2 separate regions of the Anas platyrhynchos genome follow, and region 2 is linked to region 1. The links are chromatin contacts, called in public Hi-C maps. All regions are on one chromosome and are shown on one strand. Each heading gives the region's core, a stretch centred on a gene start, on an enhancer-like site or on the middle of the called end of the contact. The rest is flanking DNA. Distances are from core to core; before and after follow the strand shown.

Region 1 (5,534 bases), core at 921-3,420:
GGCAGGCACTTCCTTCAGCTTCCTTGAACTGCAGTCTATCTGCAAACCCTTCCTTTCTCCCAGTGCCTTACAGCTGCAGGAAGGAGGGCATGCTTCAGTTTGGGTCATGCAGAACAGCAAAGATATGGCAAATCCTGCAGCAGTGATGAATTCTGCCTTGTTCATGCTTCAGCTAGCAAGAGAGTAAGAATAATAATCTGATAAGCATGATTCCTTAATTAGCTAATGTCTAAATGCAGAACCAGAACACAACTATTTCATTTTCAGTACTGTAAGTACAGTTGGGAGAGAGCACAGAGGTCAGTTTTTGCCTCTAGTTCATTGCTTTTCCTTCATCACTGTACAAAATTTATTGTTATTCAATGTTCTGGAACAGACTGTCAGCAGGAGGTGATGCTGATAGCTAGGTTAGTTTTAGGCAAAGATTTAGATTCAGTTTCTATATCTTCAAGAGTCTAATGTTAAAATTGTGTGTCAGAGATTTCAAAACTGAGTTTAAAAGACTGAATAATTGTAAACCTCTAAACATCTTATTTCTGGGCAGATGAAGATCCTAAACAGGATGTAGGAATTTTTATGTTGTAAAAAGTTGTGCTTTTGTTTCTTTGTTTTTTCATCCCCTGCCTTGTACCCTCATGCAATTCTGAGAAAGCACAATTTAGATCAGGATGAATAGAGAACTGGAAATTTTGCATATCCATTACTGCTCGTCTTTCAGGGATTAAATGACCATACTTTGGGATTGAAGGTAATTACCCTTTTTGCTATGTCATTCCTAGTTATATGGAGTGGCTCTCACTCGGCTTTCACTGTAGTGTCATCCATTTTGCAGTTTAAAATCTCTAAAATTATTCCCCTCCTATATTTCCTACTATGTCTCTGCACCTAAAAATGCATACCAGGCCTTGGGACTGCACTGAAATTTTAAATACAAACTCCCTTGCTCAGATTGAGTAAGTCATGACTGTGGAACCATCTTTCTTTGATTTTAATACATAACATAATGAAAAAAAAAAACAACCAACCAACCAAACAAACAAAAACATTTCAATTCATTTGAATAAGTATATTAAGGCAAAAATGTCTGGCTATATCGTCCTGGGTACTACTCAGCAGGTACTGTAAAATGTGTTGAGTTTTTATATCACTACACCCGTAAAGAAGCCTCCTTTTATCTGAAGAAGGTGAATGCAGTTGTTGCAGTTGTATAATTTTTTTGTAGGCACATGTGAGAAGAACATTGAATATGATTTAAAATTAGACAGGACAAAGCCTTAGAAATAGTGGGCAGATATAACAGGCCTATTAACAACAACAAAATTACAGTTTTTTCATATATAAGGTGGTAAGGTAAATCCAGAGTTTAATTTACTTATTTAGAATGGAATTTTGAAAAAAAAAAATCAAATGATTGTTTTCAAGTGTACAGAGATTTTAGATTTTTTTTTTTTTTTTAAAAAAAAGGTTTTCTTATAAAAAAGTAAGCTGAGACTTTTTTCTCAAGGAAGTTTCATTTAATTAAGATTAAAATTGTGTGGGGAAAAATGGACTGATTTTCTTTTAAATTAATTTACTTCAATTTGATTACAAGGATTATGTAATTAGCTTCCTGAAGTTGGACATCTTTAAATTCTTATTCTAAACACTAAATTTCTATATTTTAAATGGGATTAATGCTACATAAAATTACAGACTTCATCCCAAAGTAGCTGAAATATTAATCTTAACAACCTCCCATGTCTTTGTTAGCAAGTAGTTGGTCTGAAGATCTTTGGCCTGAACCTAGGTACTTGTATAATAGTTTCCAAGAGATCTATTAGGGCTGTTCTTTTTAAAGAGACATTTTAAAAGGATAGACTGTGGGACTGACTGAAAAATTAGCGATATCTATATATAAAAAAATACCACTTCTGATTTAGCAGACAGGAGGGAAGAAATTCCAAATCAAATAAAATTAACAGCTGTGGCCAAAAGGCAGAAAGGAATTGGTGGTGAGAGTCAGGCCTGACCCCTGACTGCCACTTACCCCTCTTCTTCCCCTCTTGCTTCCCGTCCCTCTGCGCAGTGAAGTGCTGGAGCACACGGTGCAACAGAGCTGACTTTATGGAGTCAGTAAGGAAACAGCTTAAAGACAACGATCTTTTTCTTATGCATAATAGGAAACCATGCCCAGTGGAAGATGTGTCAAGTGGTTGACATGTGTCAGGGAATATAGCGCCTGAGGCATTTTTATATTTTCTGCAGACAAGAGGAAACGCTTTTCCGTCGTTTTTATTGCTAATATGCTTTTCCTATTACACCTGACAATTTAAAAGCCTAAAATAACTCACCTGAAATCTGACAAATTTCTTCCTCAGCTGTAGTAATCTCCATACAAATTTAAGAGTTAGCTTCAGATTCAACTTTGGGAACACACAAGCCTAACAAAGATACCAGGGAGCTAAAAATAGCCCATAAAATAGAGTTCTTGGTTGTGTTTTAGTCACAGCTACTTGTGTCTGATGAAGGATCTATGTGCATGGATCAATGGGTCAATTCGTATTTTGGTGTAGAAATGAATTCCCCAATAGTCAGGGAAGGTGCACGGGGAAGACTTGCCGTCATGGTTAGCAGAGCACAGCCTAGAGGATGGGGAACTCCTTGGCTCCCTGTATGCCCTTTCTCCCCAGTTAGGAGAGATGTGTCTAGCTCAAGAAAGGCCTAAGACCTTGCAAATTTCTTAGCTCTCATGTTGCTGGAGAATATCAGCAGCATGACATCTCAGAACGTAAGGCACTCAGCGTACGTTTGGGTGAAAGCCAGTAATTCAGGATGATACAAAACTATAATTTAGTTTTGACCTCTATTATTTCATACGTGAAAATTTGGTAGAGAATTGAAATACAGTTTTCCTTAGCTTTAGCTACAAGCATGAACACTAGAATTAATATTGCAGTTGACTTTCGGAAACCCAGTGTGCCGTGGATCTGATGTTTAATTCAGGACAGCTCTTGTTTAATATGTTGTTTTGGAGACAGGCCTTGAGCTGTGCTCTGCATTTTGAGGTGAGTTTCATATGTTGCAGATGCACTGTACAACCCTGCTTCTGAACTGCTGTTTCCTTATAACACGCTGTTCTTGAAGGCAGACTAATGTTTGACATTTAAGATTATTTGGATAGTAATTACTATTGTTTAATTCTTATTTATATTTAAAATGTTTTTCTTCCTTAAGTCCAAATCATTTACCAGTAGCCTGAAGTTTGTTAGGAGCATCCTTAAGAAAATGATTTGCTGTGTATCTCTGCTCTTTAGCACTTTAAAAGTTATTTTAAACACTGCTGTGAAGGCAAAAATACTTAAAACCCCTTTTGAATTTCATTTTTTTTCCCCTATAAGATGAGGAAAGTAATTTTTCTCTCGTTAAATGAGCAGTCCATCTGCCTGTCAGATGCTCAACAATTGGGCCTGTGAGTGGACTGCTAATAACGGGAAGATCCTTCTGTCTTAGGGATGGTTTCCTGCAAGTGTGGGTGGGATGTTTGTGGAATATCCAGTTTATCATTTGTCTATCCTTATGACTTTGAAACATGTTCAGCAGAGATTAGAGATTTCAGGTGGCAAATGTTGATTACCGTGGTGAATGATTACATTCAGTTAACAAGAGGTCAGATTTAAATGTTCTAATAAAAGGGAAATAAAGGGTTTGCTCTTGAGGTATTTGGTTTCAAGTTGCTTTTAGAGGAAAGAGAAAGACCAAGTGTTTGAAGTGAGGTAATTGCTTATTGACTAAAAGGTAAATTGTGTGTGTGAATGTATGTATTGCTCGGGTGGTTATCTTTCACAGAAAGATCTATGGATGAGATTTTGATTTTTTTTTTTCTCTCTCTCTTTAACAGAGAGAGAGCTTTTTTTAACAGAGAGCTTTAAAAAACTAAAGCATGCCACTAGACCATAGATTTCATAAATGCCTGTCTTCATCCCTGCCTGTTTCCTGCATCACACTATCAGTGACACATATTCAGGAATGCTGCCACGGAATACAAAACCTGCTGCTATACAGTGGAAACAAATGCTGCGTCTGATAGCATCCAAACAGATGCAACATAACTGGAATCCTTTGGAGCCCCTACGCAGGTTCTGTTTTTACGAAGGTGGTCTCTGTTCCTCTGGGTGCTGCGTTACACGTGGTTGGAGAAGCAGCTGGTCACACTGAGTGTCTTACTTCTGATGAGGACTGAGAGCCTTTCTTCCACTCAAAGGGATGTAAATGTGTGCAGTGAGTGTCTGGCAGAAGCAAAGCTCAAAATACAAGGCATTAGCGTTTATAATTTTAGGGCTATAGCTTCTTGTAGGCCAAATGACAAATTCTTCTTTTAAGAGGATTTATTAAGAGCTGATTAGGAAAACAAAATTATAATCTGCTATAATCTTGTTATAATATATTATAACCTGAAAACATTTTTCACAGAGTGAATGTATTTGAACTTTCTGTGAATGAAAAAGGCTGTCAGGCTGCTCAGTGGTGAGGTATTTCTGATCATTCTTGTTTCCCAAACCAAACCTCACTACCTTGCTTCCTGAAAGTACATTGCTCTGGAGTAGCTTTCTTTTCAGGCCTTGACTTTCCCGTCAGTTACGTGACTGCTGCTTCTGCCTGCTGCTACAGGGGGAAAAAAGTCGGAGAGGGGGGATTCCTGGCTTGCTTGCAGTTACAGATACAAGCTGCAAATTAAAGCTAAATGTGCAGAGCAAACGCCTGATCTACTAAGAGGAAATTCAGGCAGAATGTGCTATTATCTTTTATAAAAGGTTTTCAGGAGTTATAGTCACTCATTGTAATGAATGACCTGTTCTTGACATAGAAAGAAAAAAATCCTTCTCAAATCCTTTTCAAGACCTACTCCCATTTCCAATGCTGACAAAACTTGCCCATCACTGTCAGAGAGCAAAAGTGCTTCTCATCTGAGTTCCATCACAATGATTAAATCTGTTCTTCTGTACTTTCCAATAGGCTGCTGACAACACTAATCAAAATATTTATAAATTGATGAGAGTCACTGGAAATTCAGGAATTATGCAAATAATTAAAAATAACAAAAGAAAGGATATTAATCACGAAATTCAATCACGCATCAAGGAGTATCGCCTGTCGAAATTAAAGAAATTCTGTGGCTTCTCTCACTTCTCAAGTACTTTTAACCCCTGGGACAAAGTGCTCCTGCCATCTACTGCACCCTAGAGGACTAAGCTGTTGAAGTCATTCTGGTATTTATACATAGGAGGACTCCAAGTTTCATCCTGTACATATTCTGCTTCTTGTATTGTTTCCAATGGCATGCTTACCATGGTTTTACCTGATTTAATTTCGCCTGTGTCAAACCAAATATCCCATTTCCTCAGAAGATTATTACATGGGCAGATAAACTCTTGTCGTTCAGGAAATTCTCCTAAATTGTACTCCACTGATTTTATCAAATATTTTTGTCCTTTGCCTGCCCATTCTCATTCAGAGCCTCTCTCCCTGCTGTTTTCACTGTGCAAAACGGTACAAAG
Region 2 (5,534 bases), core at 880-3,379, 78 kb after region 1:
TTTTTGAAAGAAGTTCTGATGCTGGATGATGTTTGCATCGCACTTTCTAAAAAAACAACCACCAAACCCAGTAATTAAAAACACTGGACAACTGAAGAAACAATAGGCTAATAGAAAGCTTCAATGTCACTTAAGCCTCTCTGTAACATGAGGTTTGGATTGGTAGAAATAAGCTTTATTTTTGCAACCTGCCTTTAAAAACAAAACAAATCTCTAAAACATGAATCCCTACATATTTAACCTTTTTCTCCATTGCAGCACTACTGCTAGCAGGGGTATGGAAAAGCCTGTAGCAGTGTAATGGCACTGATTGCTGTGTTTACTCCTGACTGTAGCAAGACTAAGATCTTACCTGGCCTACACAAGGCTTGCCTGTTGACCTATTCTCTAAATCTGCTCAGAGGCATGGCAACCTTTTATTAAGTATTCAAAAACTTTTCTATGATGTTGTTACCAGTTCTGATAGTACACTCTGTCATTGAAGGATCTTGGAAGAGTTCTGACTGTAGATAAGCACTGATGGCAAAGCATGATTTGAAGGGAATGACTGTTTCTACAGTCTTGTAATAATAGTTGGAAATTAGAAGTATATTAAAATACTGCAATTGGAATTAATTAATTGGAGATTTTTATTTTAAGAGGTTGACAGCTGCCACAATTAGACTTAAGTTTGCCAGCATCGTAGATGGAATTCTGTTTTAAATTATATTAGATGGTGGTGGGATTAGGAAAGGCATATAAACTGTGTTTATAGAGAAAAATGCTTTGCACTTAATTTAACTATGTTCCTATTTTATTTCACAGTTCATACATGAGGCAGGGCCAAGGACAAGCACAGTTTGCTTTTGTGTCTCACATTGCAGGGTATCAGTAGTCTAGCCTCATTTGTGTGGTGGGCTTTCGTTCAGTAGCACTGCACAGAGCCAGCCAGAACTGTTTGGCTTTGGAGAATGCTCATCTCACAGCAAAGATCACTTCATTACTGTAAAAAATATTTTCCTCCTCTCAAGGAGAAAAGTGAAAATGTAGTGCTTAGTACCTAAAATTTGTTTTTCAAATTGTTTCCAACAAAGTCATGCCGTGATGTTATAGATACTTTTAAAATTTGTTTGGTGTTTATGAAACAGTTGCTTTCACAAGGAACTTCAGAGATAAGTTAAAATAATATTAGTGGTGTGATGTTGTTCTTGGCATGTTCTTTAAGTTTCTTGTAACTCCAGAAATGTTAGGCGTTGGCTTTTTGTTTGTTGGGTCCTGCATATTTGGAACAGCTCTGTGTATGCAGTAAGACAAAGAAGGAAAATGTAATTGATCGTCCCTATCTGTCATGTAGTTCTGCTCCTGCTCACAGATATTTTTCATTTAATACAAGATTTTTGAGATACACATCTGTTGAGCATGTAGGTAATTCGGATCAGCTGTGTAAAAAGCCGCAAAGATGTTCTGTATGTTTAGCTGCATGGAGAGCGTATGGGATGGATACAACACAGAGTTTCAGAAACTACTTTAGGGAATCTTAGCAAGCTTCTGAATGTAAGAAGAATGTATATATTAAAAATGGACGTGAACTGGTGTCTGGAGACTCTTCTGCTATGGACTCTTCTGCTAATGGGAGACCACTGGGGCCAGCACAAGAACCCAACTGCAATTTGGATTTTATCCTGGGAGCATGCTGTTGCTAACTCCTTTGTGGTCCTTCTCTTGGTCTAAACCATTTGAAGGGAAGAAACAACACATTATGTAGTCTACAGAGGAAACAGCTGCAGCTCGCAGAATACCCAGATGTTTTAGTTGACATTTCTTAGCTATTCAGCATCTGGAACAGTTTAAGGCTCTTCTCCTTTACTGAGAGAAAAAGAAATCCCCTGCTTTCAACTTTTATGTAGTGGTGCTCATGGGGTAGATGTTTGTCTTTTATGAACAAATTTCAGAGTAAATCAAAGGGGAAAAGGGCAAGTTTGCAATAGTGAAGTGAGACCAGAACACGGCTTGCAGTCAGTCCCTGAGGAGTGCGCAGCCGGTGCGCTTGTCAGCAGTTCTGGTGCGGGCTGCAGGCAGCAGACACAGTGCGGGCCCGGCCACAAGGCTCTGACTCCTGTTAGGAGCAGGCACCGAAATGCTCCTGAGCGGAGCGAGACGGGGACGCGCCCACACCCGGCCCTGCCGGGGCCAGGCCCGCCGCCACCTCCCTCAGGCCGCTCCCGCCGCTGCCCTCCCTGAGGCGGCTGCCGGGGAGCGCCGGGCCCGGGGGTAACGGTCGGGGCCGAGCCCCGCGGCCGTTGGGGCACGGGTGGGGGCGGCTCCGTCGCGTCTGGGGGTGCCTCTGCCTCGACAAAGTTTTCGAAATGGGAACGTTGTGGTTCACCTAATGCTACCCTGCCTTGCTGCTGCTGGGGTTCTTGTAGGGATTTGTATTCGTTCCGCACGGCAGCACTGAAATGAGACTGTTTTTCTCCTTTCGTAGTCGCTGAGCCGCTTGTCTGACTACGCAACGGCAAAGCAAAAGTGTGAGGATTAGAAGGCAGTGGGTGAAGAGGAGATGGAGGAAGAAAATAAAGAAGAGATGGCAGACCCGAACACCGCCCACTGTAAAAGCACATCTGAACAGTTGGAGCCTGAAAGCCCAGGGGTGCCTGGTGCTGGTGGTGCTCTGGCCACAGAGGGTGAAAGCGGCAGGCGCGTCCCGTCAGAGGAAAGCTCGCTGGAACCTGATGGCTCGCACACTGTCACCTGCACCTTCACGGTCTCACTAGCTGTCCCTGTCTTGGCTACAAGTATGTACCTGATGCAGACTTTCCTAGGAAACCTTTTTCATTACTCTCTAGCTTTTGTGGCAGTCTTCAGTGGGTTAAGGAGGTAGTGGTAGATAAGATGTGAGTTGATTGGGATTTTCCTGGGTAGATCTCTCAGGAGCTTAGAAATGCACTTTTGAACTCCTGTTACCATTTGATCATTGCAGACAGCATTAATTTTGCCATGAATATCATCTTTGATATCATTTGGCACTTCCAGATAATTCCAATATTCTCTCTAGAGCAAAATCAGAAGATACCCAATCCGCGTGATAGGCAAGGAAAGAGAATTCCAGCGGAAGAATCGGGAGCTCTCCTAAGAACGCAACGCTGCTATCACATGGAGTACTTCCTTTTACCAGATGATCTCGTTCCTAGAAAACTGGATTTGGTGGTGTTTGGGACGGTTGCAAAGCTATTTGCAGAACGTGATTCCAAGGTAAAAGATACCGTAACACAGAGTAATCCCAAATTTTGTATATAGGAGATAGGTGAATGTTTTCAACAGCGGACTGTTTTAGTTGCATATTGGTTTAACAACTGCTTAGATCTTATCTGCACTCACAGATACAGAGACAGATACTGAGGTTAGAACTTGATGCTCCTAATCCGAATGAGCAGAAAATTCTTAAATTTATAGTAAGAGGCTGATGCATTTCAAAGCATTTTTATCTGCTGAAAAATACTTTTATCTTCCCTAGATTATCAGTTTAGGTGGGATTATAACTTTTAAGTACCAAGATAATAAATAACACAGTAATTCAAAGGCAACTACTTATATTCCAACAATTATGATAAATATCATGAATATTCAATATCATTCAATTAAAATGAAGAAAACCTGAAATTTATGCCTCTGATCTTTGTTGAGGAGAAAAAGATCTTAAGGTACTTGAAGAATTTTGCAATTTTTTTTGTGTGTGTGTTCAGACACATCTGAGTCCTGTGCATTCAAACCTGTAAACATAAAAATTAGATATATTGTGCTGAATACGCTTTATTTTTTTTTAGAAATTATTTCTGAAATGCCAGTGCTAAAATCATCTGAAAAAAGACTTGCTTTTCAACCATTGTATCCTACTATCTGAATTTATTTGAATAAACATGGCTAAGAAGACTTGAGACTACATTCTATTTGCCTAAATCTTAATGACCGATTATCGATTGGAAGTTTTGTTGCATCTGTCTTCTAAAAGCCAGCTACCAAAAAAAAAAAAAAAAAAAAAAAAAGCCAGCTATAAAATTGTTACTTACTATTAACAAACATGGTTCTATTTTTTTGGTGAAAATTCTGCAAGTAAAAACTACTTGTGTTTTCAGAATTGATGATTCAGTTAGTTAAGTCACTATTGTACATGTTTGGTTGTAGTATTTGTCTATTAATTCATTTTAGAATATTATGGCTCAATGTAAATAAGAAGGGAAGTTTGAACATAAAGTAAGCCCAGAGTTTTTGTACAGGTCACAGAGGTTTTATTGCAAAAGCACAATTTTGGAAGAACTGCCTTCTGAAATGAGTGTGTTAATTCCCTGTAGGAAAAGAGTGAATCAGTTAACAAAGAATTAATAGATAAAATAATTTGCTAGTCAAAATGCCTTACACTTTTAAATTGACTGTCCACTCTTCTCAGTTCCCTATCATTGATAGCAATGAATACAACCTAAGAGTTACATGCCATTCCTAGAACTTGAGGTATGATAGGTAACATGGTCAGGTCTTTTTCTTGCCAACTGTGCCTAACTTTTAAGTACGTAGAAACACTGTGTAAATATCAGCATTCTGTTAGAAATATAATCGATAAAATGTCTTTTAAACACTGATATTAATTGTTGTCTATTTTGATATAACAAACTAAGTTGTTTCCGTTTATCCACTGTTGTAATCTCCTGTCATATTTCTTACCTTTGAGATTACATTTATATATTATTCTTTTTGTTATTACACAACTTCATTTGTTTTACGTTTTTTTCCTATTCATGGAGTTTTATTCTCTCTTCATTGTAAACAGACAGCTCCAGGGGCTCAATCAAAACGTCATGAAAAGAAACTGACAGCTGGGCTAACTTCCTCAGTGAGTGAGCATATAGGATAATTTTAATAATGAGTTAGGCATTGTGTATTTTTCTTGTATATATTTATTTAATAGCTTAAATAACATACAAATCTTGTCTCCATCATAGTTTTATCTTCTAATTATAACACAAGTGCATACAGAAATACTTGTTTGACCTTTGAAAAGGCATCATCCTCACTGAAGTCATTTATGTTCTAAACCTTAAGTGACTGTGAATCTTTCATTTTTGAATTCTGACATTTTCTGCTAAGGAACTTTTCCTGTTCATTTTCATTTTAATTAAAGTCTTCTGTAACAGGAACAAATATGTGTATATCCTTGCCGACTGTCAGTTCCAGCTTTGAAGGATAGCTTACTTGAATTTTCAAGGGGTGCAAAGATGAGGGACACACAGTAAATTGTTTACATATAAACCCTATACACTGCAATCTGACCTCAGAAAATACTAGCAGGAACTGAAAATTCCTCTGAAATGGGGATGGGTAGAGGTAAAATGTCATGTAACAAGCCAGTCAATATTTAGCCTATAGTACAGACTTAAAACAATCTGTATAACACACATATCTTTTTTGTTTATTAAGCATATATATATTTATATGGTAAACATGTATATTTACCATCCTAGTACAGTCAAGTTAACTATGTAACTAGTGCTGTTGAAGCATGA

What was found. Hi-C and Micro-C count contacts between places; a contact is called where the count stands out from the background.
Region 2: a contact with region 1 is called in a Hi-C map of skeletal muscle, with 2.7 times the contacts expected there. The contact joins the enhancer-like site here to the promoter of GP9 in region 1. A contact is called at or near these places in 5 of 8 Hi-C or Micro-C datasets (F1 follicle, liver, skeletal muscle and 1 more).

Annotation. Positions count from the first base shown.
Region 1 is chr13:18,368,850-18,374,383 of IASCAAS_PekinDuck_T2T, forward strand. GP9 (glycoprotein IX platelet) reads right to left here and starts at 2,171. Exons shown (of 2, transcript XM_072044275.1): 1 at 2,027-2,171; 2 at 1-172. The coding sequence starts at 165. The region is part of intron 2 of CFAP92 (cilia and flagella associated protein 92 (putative)); the gene reads left to right.
Region 2 is chr13:18,447,007-18,452,540 of IASCAAS_PekinDuck_T2T, forward strand. It overlaps CFAP92 (cilia and flagella associated protein 92 (putative)), which reads left to right. Exons shown (of 21, transcript XM_072044254.1): 3 at 2,465-2,774; 4 at 3,035-3,231; 5 at 4,802-4,864. The coding sequence starts at 2,540. Among named protein-coding and RNA genes, the nearest start is that of EFCC1, 4.5 kb to the left of the region's middle. Within about 2 kb of position 2,130, at least 1 of the 8 cell types and tissues checked has an H3K27ac peak or open chromatin away from gene starts, as enhancers often do. A contact at or near this core is called in subcutaneous adipose tissue, where this site is marked.